Linked DNA regions of Mus musculus: region 1 is linked to region 2. Evidence: chromatin contacts called from public promoter capture Hi-C data. All regions are on one chromosome and are shown on one strand. Each heading gives the region's core, a stretch centred on a gene start, on an enhancer-like site or on the middle of the called end of the contact. The rest is flanking DNA. Distances are from core to core; before and after follow the strand shown.

Region 1 (5,052 bases), core at 2,321-4,820, 2.7 Mb before region 2:
CTCTTGGAAATAGGTAGTTGCCAATGTCTGTGCCTTTGTGTGATTTAACAATTTAAGGAGCTGGAGAGATGGCTCAGAGGTTAAGAGCTCTAGCAGCTCTTCCAGAGGACTCAGGTTTGATTTCTATCACCTACACAACAACTAACAACTATCTGTAACTCCAGTTCTGTGAAATTCATGTCCTTTTCAGAAGGCACTGCATACATATGAAGGCAAAACACACATGCACATAAAATAAATATTTTTCCAAAAAGTGACTTAACAATATAAGCTGACTAGCATGTGAACTTATGCTCACATGCACAAACACACATAAATTTTGGTCAGTCAAACTGACTACTGCATACACACATACAATTTCAATCACTCCAAACTCCGGTCACATTAAAAAAAAAAATTTTGGCCAACACCTAAGGCAAAAATGAAAACAATGCAATATTACTATATACCCCATAATAGTTATAAATAAAGACTAAAAAAATTATTAGGGGCTAGTGAGATGGCTCAGAGGTTAAAGGTACTTGCCACACAAGCTTAGTGATCATTCCCAGAATTCATGGAAAGGTTGAATTCATTCACAGGGTTGCCCTCGGACCTTCACAAATACACTGTGGCTCATGTACGCCCCTCACACATCCTACACACACACACACACACACACACACAGAGAGAGAGAGAGAGAGAGAGAGAGAGAGAGAGAGAGAGCAAGAAATAACATTTAAATTAAATGTCTAATTGGTTAAGATAGTTATGTTTCTTATCACAATAAAAATGTATTAACTTTTTAAAGGGTAATCTAAAATACTGAAGAGATCTGTTATAAAAGTAACCTTAATATATTGCTACTGCAACTATAAAACAAGTATGTTTGAAGAAGTTTGGGAACTTTTTAAAAAATTAAATAAAACTCTGCACATGAGCCAGCAGCTCTACTGCTCAGTATCTATACCCAGAAGAAACAAAAATTATTTCTAATTAAAGATCTATACACAAATATTCACAGAAGAATTGCTCAAGTATCTTTTATCTGAGGAGTGAATAAACAAATTGTGAGTTGGACAGATGACCAAATGGTTAAAGTGCTCGCCCAGCAAGTGTGAGGACTGGGAGTTCAGATCCCCAGAAATCCAGAAATGCCAGGAGGGCATTCCCTGTCACTTGTCAGTCCAGGTCCATTAAGGCAAAGCAAGATGGTTTGCCAGAGCAAGCTGGGTAGCAAGATCAGAATCATAGGAACCTCTGGGTTTGACTACAAGACCCTGACTCAATAAGTAAGATGGAAGGTCAGTCCAAGTAACATCAAATTCAGCGAGCACACGCGTGCACACACGCAAAAGAATAAATACACATGAGAGAGAGGGAGAGAGAGAGAGCGAGAGAGCCCAAGAGCAAAAACAAAAGGTATGCTATATCTGTACAATAAATCACCTACTTAAAAGATGAATGGAACTACTAAAAAGGCAACATCGTAGATACATCTCAATAAACATTATTGTGGGTAAAAAGAAGCCAGACATGTGGCTATGGAAGTCATAAAATCACATTTATATGAAATGTTCAAAAAGCCAAAATATAACAAAAGAAAGCAGACCAAATTGTTCTTGGGTGAAAGGGGGTTAAGGACTGTGGAAAAGGAGGGAGCACAAGCTGACAGAACGAATGGTTGTGAAGGTTCAGTGGAGTGCTGAGTATAAACTGTGTTTGTCTGTCAGCCCTCATGGGACAGTAACCTTCCCCGTGTATTCATCTTTTATTGTATTTTAATTATATATCAAGGAAATTTTAAAAGCTGGATTAATTAGATCTCAAGTCACTAGGTATGTGATCCAGAATTCTCATTTTCTCACATTACACTTGTACACATCTTGTTTTCAAAGCAAGTTTTCACGATGAACTGCAGGTATTGGGCTTCCACGCTGGAAAAAGGATTATAAAGTCATCTCTACATTGCTACTTGCTCTATCTCACAAGGTTACTGTGAAATGAGATAACTGATGGGAAAGTTCTTTGGCAGCAGTAAAGTCTTACACAACCATATAGAACACTTACTCAAAAAGTAGATTTTGGTCACATTAACAAATTGAGACTCTTGTAATCTTGGTTACCCAAAGTCAGTCTCTGCACAGAAATAGAAACAGTGGTCTATTCAAATGTTATCTTTTAAATCTCTCTCCAGAGGCTGCTTCCCGGGTCTCTGGTTTTCCTAGGTGTCCCGGTGTATTATCTGGTGTTATCTGCACTTTCGCTTTTCAAAGGAAAAACAACTGTCAGATGACTACGGCACAAGACATTTACTTCCCATTACGAAGAAAAGCCACTGCCATGAAAATTCTTTTGTTAAGCTTGTTTCCAAAACGGTAACTGACCTTTTTCTCCCATTAAATATCAGTTAAATTACTTGCCATTTGATATTCAATCTCACACATTGTTTCCTGATGGGATCTGTATTATTGACAGCGTGGATAATTTGAAAAATATTAAAGCCTCTAAGACTTATGTAGTGCAGTCATCTGATACTTGGGCTTGCTGCAAAATTTGACACTGTTTCCCTTTTACTATTACTGTACAACTGAGTTCTCGGCCATACAGCCAAGTTTGTCTGATATGTGACATTTGGCCTAGTTACATGCGAAAGTTTCCATAGCGCATTATGGAAGACAAAACAATATCTTCTTCAAATACAATTCCACGGCTGAATTTAACCATTGAGCTAAGCTTCTATATATCTGACAATTCTAAAAAGTTACTGTACCAGCAACAGGTACTGCAATCAGAAAGAAACAAAGCATGCAATCACAAACAAACACACACACACACACACACACACACACACACAGCTACCGTTTTCCATTTGCAAGAAACTCCTTTTCAGTAACAGGTGTAAGAAGGGAAAGAAAATTCGACAGTAAGTTCTACCGCAAGTCCTCCTCGAGTCTGGTCAGTAGTAACCCTAACCACTTCGGTTTCGCATTTCTCCTTCGATAACACTAAGGTCGCTCGGCAAGAGAACTGCACAGCTCCAATTTTAGTTTCCAAGAAGCCTGACAGACCGCCAGCCTGCCCACTCGCTCCTCCAGCCTCCTCAGTGCTCCGCAGGTTGGCCGAACGCGCGACAGTCTGCACAAAGCCACCCGAGGGCTGCGGATCACAGGGAGACAGCAGCTCCCGGCCGGGCCCCGGAGGCCTGCGGTGAGGTCGCAGCCCGGGCAGCGTGCGGACCGACAGCCTCCCGAGGCCGCCGTGCTGGGGCTGGGGACGCGGCGCGTGGCGCGGGCGGGGCATAAACAGCCTAGCGAAGAGGGCAGGGGACCGCACGCCCCGCCCGAGGCCGCGACCCCTCGGGGGCCCGCGACGCCTCACCTGAACGCGCAGTCCGGGTCGCGGGCGTCTCGTCCCGGCGCGCCTAATCCGCTCCGCTTGCTGAAGAGCTTCTGGAACAGGGTGGGGGCCATGCTGGCCGCCGCAAGACTGGGGTCGCTCGGCTGGGAGCTCGCAGGAGGCCCCCCGCTCCTACCGCCACCCCGCCACCCCCATGGGCGCCTCAGTCATATGACAGAAATTAGTCACTTCAAACGGCCACGGCGCGCGGGGCGGAGCGCGAGATTGAGGTCGCGGCGATTGGCTGGCGACGAGCCGTATCACGTGGCAGCAAACTGAGCGGGGGGCGGGGTGGGGGTGGGGAGGCGGGGCCGCCTGCCATTGGCTGGCTCACGGGTCCGTCACGCGGCCTCTCACGGGGCGGGGCGTGCGAGGGCGCGCGCGGCTGGGTGGCAAGAGAAAGCCTCTGGGACCCAGGCCCGCCTCTGACCCTCCCAAACTGCTAGGGCTCTAGGAGGAGACCTAGGTCTGTGACTTGAGGTGCGGTTTCCATTGACGCCCGCACTTAGTCTCTAGGAAGATCTAGCGACTGGGGGCTCAGGCTCGATCTCCTTGGTAACCAAAAAGATCACAAGCAAAACCAAGAGAGGCAAGCAGCCGTAAAAAAAAAAAAAAAAAAAAAAAAAAAAAAAAGACATCTATCTAAAAATATCTAACCCTTTATGCTAAGTATTTAGAATTTGAAAGACTGCGGTTAAAGAGCTCAGTAGTTAGAGGCCCTGGGTTTGATCCTCATCACCAAACAAGAAGTTTAGCAAAATGTCTAAGAGAGACAATCAGAACTTCCATGAAACAAAGCTGTATATCTTTAATATCTGGGTATGAGGAAAGGAGGAACTGTAACATTGTTACCAAATGGCAAGACTGCTCTCAAAACGGAAAATACAGCTCACGAACATCCTTCCAGTCTTATCAAACCATCAGTGTTCAGATCAAATTCGTCATCCGTTTACCAGGATGAGGGATTTCGTACAGTGGAATGAAGTTCTCTGAGAAATGTGGATGAATGTGGGGAAATACTGGTGTATGTTTGCAAGGGTAGACAAAGACGCTTGAGAATTTCACTTAGCTAGACATAGGAACCAAATCTTTAAGAAGTTGTCAGCTGATCTGCAGTTGAAAAAAAATAAATAAGTAGCCCTTATTTACATGGGAAAAAGAAAAAATGCCGGGCAGTGGTGGCACACGTCTTTAATCCCAGTACTTGGGAGGCAGAGGCAGGCAGATTTCTGAGTTCAAGGTCAGCCTGGTCTACAGAGTGAGTTCCAGGACAGCCAGGGCTACACAGAAAGATCCTGTCTCGAAAAAACAAAACAAGAAAACAAAACAAAAGAATAAAAGAAAAATTAGCAGGATATTTTTATATCGTTAATAATTTATCACTGGTCAGCATGTTGAGCTGTTACAACATGTTACAAAGTCTCATGTTACAAGACTTTTTTATATTTATTGAGACAGGGTCTCTTGCTGGCCTGGAGCTCACCAAGTAGTGTAGGATGACCTTTCTGCTTCATCTTCTTTGACAGCACAAGAATCACAACCTTGCATTCCTTTGCCCATCCTTGAAGTAGATTCTGGGAATGGAATGCAGGTCTTCTTGTTCACACAGCAAGCACTTCATCTCCAGAGCTGCCTTCTGAAGGTGTTGGAGGAGGAGGGAGAAGTCTCCAGTTC
Region 2 (5,123 bases), core at 2,423-4,922:
AACAACCTCCTTCACAGGGGTCACCTAAGACCATCAGAAAACATAGACATTTACATTATGACTCATAACAGTAGCAAAATTATAGTTATGAAGTAGCAGCGAACATGAGTTTGTGGTTGGGGTGATCACAACATGAAGAACTGTGTTGAAGGGTTTCAGCATTAGGAAGAAGGCTGAGAACCACTGCCTTAGCTGTCTGTGTAGGCAGAGGCAGCAAAGCTGGGTCATGAGGGGCTTTGAGAGTGTGGGCAGGGCTTCTGATTTTATTCAGTAGGAGATGAGAGGAATTTTAAGTTGACTGAGCAGGCAGGAGGAACGGCAATACATTTTGGAGAGCCAGAAGTACCTGTACTGAAGTGTCTGTACCTGGGGACTTACAGGGTGGACTAGGGAGAAAGAATCCAGAAGAAACATTCCAGTAGTTCTTGTGCAGGGTGCTGCAAGCTCAACACACTGGGTAAGGAGAACAGGGGTGCCATAAAGGAGCCCTCATGAGCAATGAAGCGCCCCGGCCTGCTGTGCGATGGCCGAACCTATGTTGTGTTTCACAACAGCTAATGTCACATACAAGCAGGTGTCCTAACACAGGCAAATGAGGGCAAAGGAACTGTTCCTAAATCGGAGCAAGGAAGTTTCAGAGAATGAAACTGTTGTTCAAATATCTATAACTGAATTGTTCTGTTTGAACCACAAGCAGAATGAATTTTTGTTGTTGTTGGAGAGAGAGGCTCTCTACATAGCCCTAGCTGTTCCAGATATGTAGACCAGGCTGGCCTCAAACTCATAGGGATCTACCTGCCTCTCACTCCCAAGTGCTGGGTTACAGGTATGCACTACCTGGCCTCTCCTTAAGATCTTAAAGTTGACAAATTGGAAGGTAAAACATTCAGAAACATAACCATAGTTTGGGTGTTAATAATAGCAACAAAGAAATTTAGGAGTGGAACAAAATAGTTTACTTATTAGTCAACTATTTATAGCTATTTAACTGATTTAACCAATCAGGTTATTTACTTTTAAAAATCTGAGCACAAAGATATTGCTTAAATGGGACAAAGTTCAAAGAAAGATTGATTTAACCAAATCAAACCACTGTGCCAAGGTTAACAAACCAAGATAATTCCAAAGGGGTTGAATATAAAGAGATTAAACCACGGGAAGTTGGAAATTATGCCTTAAGCATTTACCTCTTTGAAGAGAGACCAATTTTTTTTTTTTCTGACCTCACAAAACTTCGGCAGTTTCTGAGCTCTATTTTCTCTTTAAAGTGAGGCTTAGATTTTTGTTGTTTTTTTGGGGGGGGTTGTTTTGTTTTGAAAGATTTATTTTATATGAGTACACTGTAGCTGCCTCAGACACACCAGAAGAGGGCATTGGATCCCATTAAAGATGGTTGTGAGCCACCATGTGGTTGCTGGGAACTGAATTCAGGACCTCTGGAAGAGCAGTCAGTGCTCATAATCACTGAGCCATGTCTCCAGCCCCCTGGTTTTTGTTGTTATTGCTTTGTTTTACTGCTTTTAGGTATGTGGTTTGGGATTTTTATCATAGATGTTCTTTTTTTTTTAAGATTTATTTATTATTATATATAAGTACACTGTAGCTGTCTTCAGACACTCCAGAAGAGGGCGTCAGATCTCATTACAGATGGTTGTGAGCCACGATGTGGTTGCTGGGATTTGAACTCAGGACCTTCGGAAGAGCAGTCAGTGCTCTTACCCGCTGAGCCACCTCGCCAGCCCATCATAGATGTTCTTAAGTGAAAGTTTGATTAAAAGTCATCTTCAGCCAGGAGTAGTGGCGCGTGCCTTTAATCCTAGCACTCAGGAGGCAGAGGCAGGTAGATCTCTATGAGTTCGAGGCCAACCTGGTCTACAAGGCAGTACCAAGATGAGAAACTGTCTCTAAAACACAAAGCAAAACAAACCAAAGAGTTTCATCTTCATCCTAAAGAAGCCTACCTGGATCTTGTAATAAGGAGTGGGGGCGTGGAGAGACGGCTGGTAGTGAAGAGCACCGGCTGTGCTCCCAGAGGACTAGGGTTCCTTTGCTATCACTCACATCATGGCGGTCACAACTGTCAACTCCAGTGCTGGGGGATGCAGTGCCCCCTTCTGACCTCTGTGTGGGCACTGCATACACATGGTGTAAAATACTTTTTTTTTCTTTTCTTTTCTTTCTTTTTTTTTTTGGTTTTTCAAGACAGGGTTTCTCTGTGTAGCCCTGGCTGTTCTGGAACTCACTCTGTAGACCAGGCTGGCCTCGAACTCAGAAATCCACCTGTCTCTGCCTCTCAAATGCCGGGATTAAAGGTGTGTGCCACCATCGACCAGCGTGTAAATACTTCTATGTAGGTACCCATACATACAGAAAACAAACTTTAAAACAATAAAACAATCTTTTTTTTTAATTGTTTAATTCCACTCAGAGCAAATATATTTTAGTATGGTTTTGAGGTAACTATTAATGAAATCAAGGTTAGGGTAAATTTGTATATGTGGTTACTGCTTGCTTCTTGGGTCTGACAGTAGTTTTAGATTGTGCTCTTTTTCTGTAATACTTCGTAGCCAGCATTAGATAGTAAATGAGTTTGGTAAGATGTACTTTCGCCCGAGGTTGTGAAACTCATGGCATAATACGTTTCAATCAGCAGCACACATCTGTGAAGGACTTTGTCATCTGCTTGGAGCAGGTAAAACCAAAGTAGCTAAAGATCACACTGATATCACTAAGTATGTTGCATAACCAACCAGTTTCTACTTCTCTTTGGTCTTACAAGTCAGAAAGTCTGTTTGGGGGTAAAAATAAAAGCAACCCACAAGCTACTTGCCCAGAAAGGACATTTGAATTATTCGACTTAATGTAAACTCTCATAATGTAAACTGCCTTTAATTCTTTTGAACTCAGGGCTTCTTCCTACAAGGTTAGGGAAACTCTTTATGAGTGACCTACATATCTAACCCCTTTTAAAGAAACTGAGTCCTGGTAAATTGCCCAGGCTGGTCTTGAATTCAAGATCTTCCTGCCTCACTTTTCTGTATCCAGAACTATAGGAGTACGATACCATTACAATTACCATTTTAAATGTTATTTAGTCCGGGGCCTCAGTATTTTTTTTTTTTTCGGGACAGGGTTTCTCTGATTAGCCCTGATTGTCCTGGAACTCACTCTGTGGACCAGGCTGGCCTCGAACTCAAAAATTCGCCTGCCTCTGCCTCCTGAGAGCTGGGACTAAAGGCGTGCGCCACCACGCCCGGCTTGGAGCCTCAGTATTAACTAAATACTTGTTATTATAGAAGTTGCCTAGCTCAGTGTAAACTAAGGGCTTCCCTAGGACATTGGACTCCATTGTCAACACTGGGATAGGAGAGGGATGGATTCCCGATCCATGTGTGGTGGATGTACTTCGGAGTGACTATGCTACCAACAGGCTAACGTCAAAATTAATCTTAATCCTCCAGTTGAAAAGAAGAGCTTCCTCCTTAACGTCATCAGACATTTTAACCTTGACCCAGCATCTTCACTCCAGCCCTGGCTGACCTGACTAGGCCGCCTTCGAACTTAGAACACTTCTGCCTCGACCTCCTGATTGCCGCCATGTCCCGCCCATGACACTTTGACAAACACACGTAATTGAACACCTCTTTTTAAAATTCTCTTGCACTCTACAGCTGGCATAGCATCGGCTGGGCCACCAGCGGTAGCCGAGGACATCGGTCGTCTCAGGTAATCCTCAGAGAATCCCGGAAGAGGAGCCGGGTCTCTCCTGTCCCACCCAATCGATTCTAAAAATCCGCACCACCCCTGGGACTGTCAGCAAGGTGACGTTCTCCACGCCGGGTATTTTCGCAGTGGTGACACAGGCTACTTCCGGCGGGCGGCGGGAGTCCGTGACGTGGCAGGCGAGTCCGTGCACGGTCCTCCGGGCCCGGACACGGGACTGTCAGGTGCCCTCGGGGCAGCTCCCCGGGGACAGAGAGCACGGCCGCAGCCTCCAGCCGGAACCGGAAGTGCCACGTGTCCCCACTGTGCCTGCGCGGCCGGCGGCTCCGCCCAGGGCCTCCCTCCTCTCCGGGTTCGGCTGCTGCCTCCGAGCCCGGCGTTCCCAGCCCAGCCGGCCTGACTCCGGAGCCTCTCCGCGCCCTGGCCAGGTCGTGGCCGCCGGCGGGCAGAAGACACGGACACGCCATGCCTCTACTTTGACGTGCCACCCCGCGTGTTCCGCTTCTCCGGCCTCCAGGTCCCTGCCCTCGGTTTTCCTGTTGGAGCTCTTAGGCTGGGCGCTGCGGTCGACCCCGACGGCTCCGTCTTACCCTGAGATCCCCGGGCGCCATGGCCCAGCCCCGGATCCCCGCTGCCCGCGGTGCCGCAGCTAGCCTCCAGGCCCAGAACGGAGCCGCCTCAGCCTCGGGGTCTCCCTACACCAACGGTGAGTGCCGCACGGGGGCGGGGAGGGCGGCACAGCTCGGGCCAGGGACAAGTCCCAGCCAGGTCTACCGCGGGGAGTGGCGGATGACGGCCTGGACCCGGGAGCCGCGGTGGACATGCACCTGCAGATCCACGCTGGTGGGACAGTTTCATGTGTATTTATAGGTTCAGCCTGCAAACAGTAAGCACCTGCAGTATGCAACGTCTGAGATAAACAAGAGGTGAACAAGAATCGTAGACGAAATCAGTTCCCAGAACTGCCTTATGGAGGTCATAGTGTCTGGGTGTCATCACGCAATGCGCCACCTCAGTCCTGTGTCCTGGAGGGCAGGGTTCATCTCGGGTCCGCAGGCTCGAAGTGCAGGGGGGTGGCGGGTCAGTGCTTATTAATACTAATTTGCAGAGATGAATGAATGACTCCGTCTTTGACAGATCCCTTTAGGACTTGCTCATCTCTGCAGGGATCTTTCTTCAAGGATCTTCTTCCTACGACAGTCCTTGGGCCTCCTGTTTAGTTTTTCAGTTGTGGAAGAACCAAATAGATGGATGGCTAGGGCTTCGTTTCTAGGGCCCTCCTCTTCATTTAGAATGTAAGTTAGTCACAACTCTCTGAACCCTAGAGAGAGTACATCTGGCACTATAATTTATCATTTGGCGGGAGAATATCTTATAATTGGATATCTCTTCTAGGATTC

The links. Promoter capture Hi-C pulls out the DNA fragments that hold promoters and counts their contacts.
Region 1: a promoter capture Hi-C map of pre-B cells shows a contact between it and region 2, with 4 times the contacts expected there. The contact joins the promoter of Fnip1 here to the promoter of Sec24a in region 2. A contact is called at or near these places in 2 of 39 promoter capture datasets (embryonic stem cells and pre-B cells).

Annotation. Positions count from the first base shown.
Region 1 is chr11:54,436,697-54,441,748 of GRCm38.p6, reverse strand. Fnip1 (folliculin interacting protein 1) reads right to left here and starts at 3,570. Exons shown (of 18, transcript NM_173753.4): 1 at 3,361-3,570. The coding sequence starts at 3,452. LOC115487771 (a long non-coding RNA gene) reads right to left here and starts at 3,354. Exons shown (of 2, transcript XR_003949675.1): 1 at 2,842-3,354; 2 at 1-2,118.
Region 2 is chr11:51,755,383-51,760,505 of GRCm38.p6, reverse strand. It overlaps Sec24a (Sec24 related gene family, member A (S. cerevisiae)), which reads left to right and starts at 3,672. Exons shown (of 23, transcript NM_175255.3): 1 at 3,672-4,429. The coding sequence starts at 4,333.